Linked DNA regions of Oryzias latipes: region 2 is linked to region 1. Evidence: chromatin contacts called from public Hi-C data. All regions are on one chromosome and are shown on one strand. The core of a region is the stretch at or near the end of the contact, and the rest is flanking DNA. Distances in the headings are between cores, read along the strand shown. Region 1 holds the start of fjx1 (four-jointed box protein 1). Region 2 overlaps ldlrad3 (low-density lipoprotein receptor class A domain-containing protein 3).

Region 1 (4,270 bases), core at 1,736-4,235:
AACTCACTGACAATGGAAAGCCATCTTAGATTATGATGTATTTATAAAAAACAAAGAAAGATTTTGGAATGTTACAACATACATTAAATTATTTAGCATCAAAACTGGTTGTATTATTTATATTTACCACATAAAAACACAACATTTATGACACAGTGGCGACTTTAAGGCTAAATGTGCAAGAGGGAAGGTGCCAGCTATTTTACAATGTGTGCAAATTACTGAGCAGGAGAGAATGGTGGATTTATTGGGGCAGGGGTCTGCAACCTGAGGCCCCTTCGTTGTGGCTCTCTGGTTAAAGTAAGTGTAAAGTAAAAAGCAAGTAAGTAGTAAAGCAAAAAAAAGAAAAGAAAAGAAAATGAGCCCATCACTCTGCAAGGCTCTTGTGCACAGCAGCTGTAATGCTCCAACAATCCTAAGCGGTTTGGCTTACAAGTTTTACAAAGTTGAACTAAAACACGGAGAATTTTGAGCACCGTGTTACACAGAAAATCAGTTGGAGGACAGTTAGGTTTACTAGATTATAAAATTTATTTTCTATTTTGGAACAAATTTTTTTTTTTTGGTTGAAAAATACTCACTCACTCAGCTCTGATTTAATTTTGGTTTGTTAGATTTACAAATTTCTGGCTCCATAGATGGTGAAATAAACTGTTGTTTAATCATTACTGAGATTACACTACCTACTACCTACCTATGCTGCCTTGAGATGATTCTGTGACACACTGTCTTTTATTTTGAAAAGAAGTGAACCTCTGTTAAAAGCTATAATGTATTTCTTTTGTGAAAAAAAAGGCTCATTTTTATGCCAAAAACAATAGTTCATTTATATCTACCATAATAGTATAAATACAAATCAGTGTCTTGTTTTTCTGAAGGGTCAAGTTAGACTTTGGGGCTCCTGGGTTGTTGTCAGTGAGAACTTGACCCAAGTGTTGAAGGTTGCAGACCCCTGTAGGGTAAACTTAAGGCTTATGGGGTTTCTTTAACACAATTTGAACAAACAAAACAAAAAACATATGGTTTCCTATTGTCACAAATAGGCTTTTACTCTACATTTTTACATGTATTTATATTCAGCTGAACATGAATGCAGTGAAAGAGGACAGAAGTCTATAACTTCCCCTCACAGGTTAAACAGGAGAACTTAATGGCATGAAATAAATCGTTAGTATTTATAAACAAGGCATTTCTATTCACGGGAGGTAGTTCAGCTGGATACTGAAGACGTTTTCGTGCATCACTGTTGCACAGGTGTAACATTCACATTTGACAAGCTCGTTTCTCTTAGTTGTGCAGACAATAAAATCCACCAGGCGCGCGCGTCCTGTGTGCTCACAGCTCGCTGTAGCGTTCTTTGCAATGCAAAATATGTTTGTGCAGAGTACTGATCCTCTCCTGGAGAACGACCGCGTGCTCATCTGACAGAAATCCCAGTTCCTGAGACAAAGGCTCGCTGTCTCGGTAGAGCTCCAGCAGCCTTTGCCTGGCGTCTCTGCGCGCGTGCAGCTCCGCCACGCGCCGCGCGGTCCTTTTCCTGAACACGCAAACGGAGCTCAGGACGGAGCTGTGGTATTTCTCCCACATGTTTAACACCCGAAAGCCGTGCACGAGGCCCGCCTCGTTGTCTATGAACACCAGGTCCCCGTGAGGGGTTTTCAGGAGGTTGTTGGTCTCCCGCTCCATGACGCGCGAGTCCCACTGCAGACTGAACAGATTGCTGACGAGTCTGTCGAAGTTTGCAGTCAGGTAGTCCAACAGGATCAGGTCCGTCCACTGCATCAGCTCCAGAAGCTCCGCCGTGGTCTTGTTGCTTAGCCCCTGGAGCAGAGGGTGCAGCCCGCCGCTTTCCTGCCGGAGCGGCGCAGGTGCGACCACGCCGCTCAGGTTGGAAATCCACTCGGTGAGGGAAACCACGGTCCCATCGCTCCACTGCAGGCTGTCGATCCGTGTCCTCACAGCCGCCCATTGCTCCCCGTGTCTGCTCAGCTGGGACAGAACAAGCGGCGGCAGGTTTGTGATGCCCAGCACGCTGGCAAAGTAGTACGTCAAAGTTTCACCTTGCACCTGATCCGCGTTTATCCCGTAACGCACGCATGCTTTCGTCCCGTCTGCAAACGTGGCGAGCTGATTGGATGTCCTGCCGCATCCACGCTCCAGCCGAACCACCCGGGACGTTCTACCTTTATTCCTCCAAGCTAACGCGTGTTCCTGCGTGAAGCCTACCGGGAAGAGGTCCTCGAGCCAGTCACTCCAAAAAATCCTGTTGTCCACGGGGTTGACTGATGTTGTGACCGGACCCTCCCGCCGCGCTGACCTCTTCTTGTTATCCTCTTTCACATGATAATTTCGACTTCCCGCGGAGGCGGCTTGACTGCTGAGATTCTGGGCAGGTCTTTGTGGCGCAGGAACAGCAAGCAGGGCTCGGAAAGTTTTGGTGGAGGGGTCTTCGGGGAGACCACGGTGGAACAAGCCTCCATCTGGTGCCGGAAAGCTGCGTTTCTGCCGCTCCAAACGGCTCTCCAGTGCGCTCCAGACGTAGAAAACACCCGCGAGGGCGCACATCAGGAGCACCGCAAACAAGTTGGCTGAGAGAGTCCTCATGATGGGGAAGATCACCCTTCCGAGCTGAAGAGAGCAGCGGTTATCCTCAGTCCAGAGTGGAGCCGGCGCGGTACTGAGCCGTGCGCCCCGTGCACCGCACACCCCCGACGCACCACGCACGGTGCACAGGCGGACTGTTGAATATCACAGCAAGGAGATGCTCTCCGTTCTGTGCAAATCTCATCTCCCGGTTTGCAGGAACACCACAGAAACCAGCATTTTTGGACGAGCGCGGCATCGATCATCCCTTAAGTGTCCTCCGCTGGCGCCGATGGGGCTTTCTGTCAACAGCCGCCTCTCCGCCTCTCATCCTCCATTCTGTCTCTCTGCCGGGCGCTGACTGAGTTTGATTTGTGGGGCTGTGGGCTCGACGAAAGAGACACTAGGCGGTGGAGCACGTGACTTCAGTCCCGAGGTGGTGGGCGGATCGTGGGAAGGAGGGTTCAGAGGAGCAAGTGCACCGCTCCGCGTTGTACGTGCGTGCGCGCGCCAGGATTGTGTCGCTGAGGCACTAAGATAATTAATACCCAAAGCACAGATAGCCGAGTTTAAATTAATCCTATCATTTTAAGAAAATGATTTCCCGGGTTTGCACTAAGTGCAAAAATAAGGTCTTGTGTGGATGACGCATGAATTGACTATTTATTTCGTTTGGTCAAACATGCACTTTCCCTCTTTATTGCGTTTTCTGTTTAGGAGGCTGTCTGCAGGTGTCTATATTGCCCACACACTGGATGCTTTTATCAAGACAGATAAATCTCAAACCATCTGAGATTTTATCAGGCATGAAAAAGAAACAAAAATAACCATAAAAGGCAATCTGTAGATGTCTGAGCTGCAGGACCCTGGTCATTAATTCTCAGTGACACAAATAGCTTTAGTCTGTATTAACCTGTGCAGAAAGCTGCTGGAAGAAGGAAAGGAAGCATTTTCAACCAAACAAACCCTTCAAGATAAAGCCCACTTAACTGGCGTATAACTCCAGCTTTATGGTATGTTATCAGAGGTAGAGACTGCTTACTTGACTTAATTGCTCTATATAACTGAAAGTTCACACTCTTAATTTATACTTGTAATTATCTCATCTCGGCTTCATTTTCATTCACAGATTTTGTAAATGCCAGCCTGAGATGCACACCATCAATTATACACATTCCCCTCACTCAGTTACTTCGCATTGGCATGCAACCCCCAGCCTCCGGTACACCCTCCCAGCCCTTGCAATTCCACTCATGTCTTCAAATTTTATCCTGGACGTTCGTTTCCTAATCAAATTAACCAAAGCATTTTTACAACAAGGTCTTGAACTGAAATGACGGAGTCAAGAAGACAAAAAACAGCACAAACACACATTTAGATCCAATAAACTACAGGTCCACTAATGCAAGCTAAGACCCTTAAACTGTGAGTTTCCTCTATATGGGTAAGTGGTATTTTGTAGCCAAGCGGGATTATTGTTTCATGTAAAAGAAGAGTTAGGAAGAAAACTTCACAATAACAAGGAAGCTGAAGTTTAAAAAAAGATGATTTATATTTTTATGGTGTCTTATTGGATGGTTGGACTGTTATTGTAGAATGGTTTGCCCTGTTCACGTTTGCGTTTTGCTCTGCATAGCAGATTGACAGCAGTAGGCACCGCTGAGGGAACTTAAATTCCCCGGGCTGA
Region 2 (4,919 bases), core at 2,268-4,767, 190 kb before region 1:
GAATTTTGAACGGGAGACCACAACACATTATTTTGCTGGTGGCAGAAAGGAAAAGTTTAGAAGTCTGATATAACGAATTACGTACAGATTCTTTGTAAAATTCTATATTTGCAAAGGACAAGTCAACAAGTATGTGTCAAATGTATGTGCCAAGGCTGGACTAGTTTGATTCTATGTTAGAGCCAAGTTTCTATTCCCATTTTTTGGTAGAGAAGGGATGCAGAGAGGGTTAAGCTGAGCGGAGAGGAATACTAGTTGTGAAAAAGACTCATTCATAAAAATTAGTTTGGTGTGCAACAAAACGTCCGACTGGAAAATGAAACAGAAGTTATTGGTTTGTGATTTAAAAAAAGGATCTTATTAAAAACAGCTGACAGGCAAATAATTAGCCTTCCTTTTGGCTGGATTACTCAACTCTGTATATTGTAAGAATTTATTGAGAGAAAACAGTTTATTATCATACGTGAAAATCTTTAGAGGGCCTATACCATGCTATTCTTTAGCCTTTTATAGTAAATTATATCTATATCTATGAAAACATAGTACCTTTGGCACACAAAAGAAGACATTTTTTATTCAATATGAGTTCTTTTTTCAACCTGGAAGTAAAATGACTCGATCACTGAGGCCACCGGCCGCCCATTTCACGACATCATCCTAGAGTCGCCCTTGGCCAAAAAACTGAATTGAGCATGATATAGGCCCTTTAAAAGAAGTCATATGTGATCACTTTCACCAAAGTCTCTTTTGTAAAGAAGAACACCGGAGCTTTAGCTACCATAACTTTTAAACCGTTGACGAAATTAAAGTTATTTTAGAAGCAGAGAAAAGCAGCTACGCCCCGATACGCAATCAACGCAAATCAGCTAATTCGGTCAACAAAAGAGACTTTGTGCTGCAAATCCGATAGGACAAGTTGCTTCTCTCCGTGTCCGAATCAGCTGATTTATGTTGGTTGCATAAAGGGCTGAAGATGTCAAAGAACGTGTCCTATTTAGTTGTCGCCAAAAACAGTTCCAGTGTTAAAGGGTTAAAGTTTTATACATCGTTCATCCGGTGGTCCTAATAGTCGGAATTAATTACGTTGGCTTTGGCAAAGCTGGAACATCCCACTGTCAGAAATGAGAGAAGGGATGTCTATAATGCACAAGAGCACTGCAGCTTATTACTCTAGATAGGTTGAGGGAATAGCACTTAAACATTTCCTCTGACTGATGTTACAGAGCGAGAATTTCAATCAGGCACTCGGGATTGGGCTCATGTAAATGGTGTTTCAGCTTATCAGCTGACAGCACTGTTGCATTTACGAGGAGAAGGAGCGAGAATGAGAGGAATTGTATTTATTACGGAGCTGCAGCAAGGATGTGCTAATGAAGAACGAGCAACGTAAAAGTGTTTTATAGTTGCCGTTTCAGTTCAAATTACACTAAAGCCTCAAGGGATCGTGAACATCTAACATCAATGCGCCTCATAAAAAAGCTTAAAGCACTCAGCAGAGCACTTTTTTGTTCTGTGTTTTAACTGTCCGTGTTTGCTGCTTGAAGGATGGCGTGCATTAAAACCGACATCCTCAAAGGTACCCACCCCCCTTCCCCGTCTATTGAGCATCAAGCAGATAGCTGAGGTGATTGCCCAGAAAGCTTGCCAGGAAATGACCATTACCAGATAATCTTCGGGCATGAATCAATTGTCTGAAAGTGCTTCCATGTGCAAGGATTAGATCTCAGGAAAAAACAAAGCAGGCAAGATCTTTTGGGGGATTTCTGAAGTACGCCAGGCTTTTACAGACTTCCAGACTCCAAAGGGAAATGGTATTTAGTCCAGCGCTGAGGTTACAAAGCTTACTTTTAAAAAGTACAGCTACAGAGTCCGAGAAAATTAAATCAAGCATGCAGAGCTCCTTGAAACGCCAACCCCGACATGATGACTTATAGTTTGGACACAGGCAGGCACAGCAATTGAGATGCATTCAGACAGGTATATGCGTGTCACTGTGATGAAAAAGCAAGATAAAAATGTTATGGGTGCTTGCAGCGAGAGGATCCTACTTTAGGCTTAAACACACCATCTCTTTACAGACAACACCGCACAACAGTCATAGCTTTTTAAAAGACTAAAGCCTTGTACTCTCTATGTACAAGTTGTTGGAGAGAGGATTACAGCCACGTTCTTGGAGCTTTCTTTTGTCATAATGACCTTCAGCCAATCAACGGATTTTAACATTAGCTCCGCTCTAACTGGTCCATTCCATATTTCCATAGACCTACAACCAACAGGGGCCCAAATATGCTAGGGTTCAGTCCGGCTTAATGGGTTAGTTTTATAATGGAAATGCTCAAAATATCGGACTGGTCTGGATCGGACTGTACCGTTCCGCTCAGTGGAAATGAGGCATAAGAGTGCACACCCAACTGGTCCAAATGTGTTTCTTTGTGCAACACATCAAGTTACACAGCGCATTTGGAAGTAATCCCAATGGTCCTATGGCTGATGTTCTGTGAATGACAAGTAGCAGCCTAACAATTGAAGTCATAACGAACTCTGTCACTTTTTGCTCTCATTGTTAAGACCACAGGGCGGCCGTAGTGCTGTGGTAGGGCAGTCGACCTGTGTTAGGAAGTTGGCAGGTTTGTGTCCAAGGGTCTTTGGGAAAGACAGTGAACCCCACATTGCTCCTGAAAGTTAGAAGTTAGCACCAGTGTTTGGCAGTGGAGTGAATGTGGGTGAATGGGAGCAGGATTGTAAAAAAAAAAAAAAAAAAAAAAAAAATCACACTAAAAAATATACATTATTTACCATTTACCAGACAGGCCCCACAATAGAGCCAGAGTGATTATATTAACCAAGCGAACCATACTTTGGGTCAAATGTACTCTGGTACGGAATAGATGATGTCCTGTGAGTAGATTTAAAAGAACCAGACCCAGCAGTTTCATTAATGCTACCTAAAAATCTTAAGGTCAGATCCTTACTAACTGAAACTCACTATAGGAAACCCCGCTAAATACATTAAACTCGTAAGCAAACTTATCTGACCAGTTTTTGAAAACAATGCTTTTTATTATCTGTCTTGGATCAATCTATTTCTATTGAATGCTTCCAATTTGCATTCAGAGTTGGGTCAATAACCAGTTTACAACATGGGAGGAGATACTTGGTAAAACAAAAGTTCACCTTAATGTAAAATGGTTTATAGACTAATGAAACATACTGACCACCTGATTTTAAAAACCTGTCGCATCTGCAGCTATGGAGGGGATTGAGTTGTATGCATCTCTTAAATATTTTACATGTAACCTTATCATGAGACAACAGCTTAGAAAGAAAGTCCATTTTCCATTAAGGTTTTTATTTCTAACCTATTTTCTTTTTCTTGTATGTCCTGTTCTTCGTGTTTCCCCCTTTTTTGAAAGTGGTGGGGGCATATTTGTGTTCTCACGCAGTTTTCCTTCACCTACAAAAGGGTGTGCTGTGTACAGCCTATCAGTGCAGTCACAGGGCCCCATGCCTTAATTAAATCTAATCTAATTCAGCCGCCTCTGCCCCAACCAGCCACCAGCCAGTAAAACAAGCCCCTCTGACCCCTCCCTGGTGATTTAAAATTGGCAACTCTTTCACGTTACCAGTTAATTACCGACCAGAGTATCAATAGAGAGGCAAAACAAAAGAAGAATCATTTCCATAATCACCTAATAGGAGAGCCCACACAAAAGGATCCCTTATTGGCCAACTTATGCTGCCAATCAAGTATCAGCACATTTCTGTGGGTCCACTGAGAAACATAAACAAAAGAAACTCATACTGCCTTAAACAAAACAATGGGAACGTTTTTGGAACATTTGAGATAGAGTGCTGAAAGGCTGTTGCTAATCATACAGGAGATGAAAAGGAGTGTGTGTGTGTATGTGTGTGTGTGTCTGCAGCCCCCTGCTGATTATTTGATTGAACTCTGAATTCTGTGTTTCTGCTGTCAGTTGATGAACTGATGCAGCAAAAAAGATTTTATGGAACAAGGTACAAATCTTCCACTTTCGGCTTCTCCCATCAGGGGTCGCCACAGCGAACAAGTCGCATGGTAAATTTGGCAATGTTTTACGCCGGATGCCCTTCCTGACGCAACCTTCTCTAACCGGGCTTGGAACCGGCAGAGGTAGAGAAGGGAACAGGGAGCAGCCTAGAGTCGAACCCGGGTTTCACGGACGGAAGGCGCCGCAAACCAGCACGAGCTAAACTGGCTCCGGAACAAGGTACAAATACTTTTTTGTTAAGGGGTTAAGTGCCTGTTGACATTTTTTTTTCCTTTTCTAAGTTTCTAAGTTCTGTTCCTTTTGGTGCCTTTTTGTGTTATGGTTTTATCTTCAAGAAGATTCTTTTTCAGTAAATGTCTCCACCATTCTGGGCTTGAGCTGTTTGTGTAGTGAACCAGATGGACAGAACAGAACGACAACCAGAAGAAAGTCTCTAGAGAAGCAGACTGTGGTGATGATCCACTACAGTTGGTTACAGCAGGTGTGATGCTTGAGAATAGGTATGACTTTTGGGGAGGGGGGACTAAGCGCGAAAGAGCGCCTCGACTCTTGTAGTCTAAAAGTAGCGTATCTGTGAGGCGTATCTCAAAGCTGGGGACAGATGGCGGTCAAGACCTTGATGTGGCAACAGGAGTATGTATGAATATGAGTGGTCAGGGTGACAGAAAGGCTGTTGTGGAACAATCAGGAAAACAACGGAACAATGCGTAATCAGAAGGAAGGCAGCAAAACCTGGCTGAACATGGCAAGGTTGAAGCGCTGGATCAGCAGCAAAAACCACAGCTGGGTTAGTATAAAATCTATATATGCATAGGTGATGATGATGAGCCTCATTGCCCTAAATCCCATGGGAGACTCAGAGCTGCGGCATGGCTGGAGAGCCACTGATGA

What was found. A called contact is a pair of places that touch in the nucleus more often than the background predicts.
Region 2: a Hi-C map of embryo shows a contact between it and region 1, with 2.7 times the contacts expected there. The contact joins the enhancer-like site here to the promoter of fjx1 in region 1. A contact is called at or near these places in 4 of 5 Hi-C or Micro-C datasets (embryo and fibroblasts).

The regions. Positions count from the first base shown.
Region 1 is chr6:23,007,134-23,011,403 of ASM223467v1, reverse strand. It overlaps fjx1 (four-jointed box protein 1), which reads right to left and starts at 2,985. Exons shown (of 1, transcript XM_004069733.4): 1 at 19-2,985. The coding sequence starts at 2,604. The coding sequence ends at 1,336.
Region 2 is chr6:23,198,884-23,203,802 of ASM223467v1, reverse strand. All of the region lies in intron 4 of ldlrad3 (low-density lipoprotein receptor class A domain-containing protein 3), which reads right to left. Among protein-coding and RNA genes, the nearest start is that of LOC101171241, 77 kb to the left of the region's middle. Within about 2 kb of position 3,517, at least 1 of the 8 cell types and tissues checked has an H3K27ac peak or open chromatin away from gene starts, as enhancers often do. A contact at or near this core is called in embryo, where this site is marked.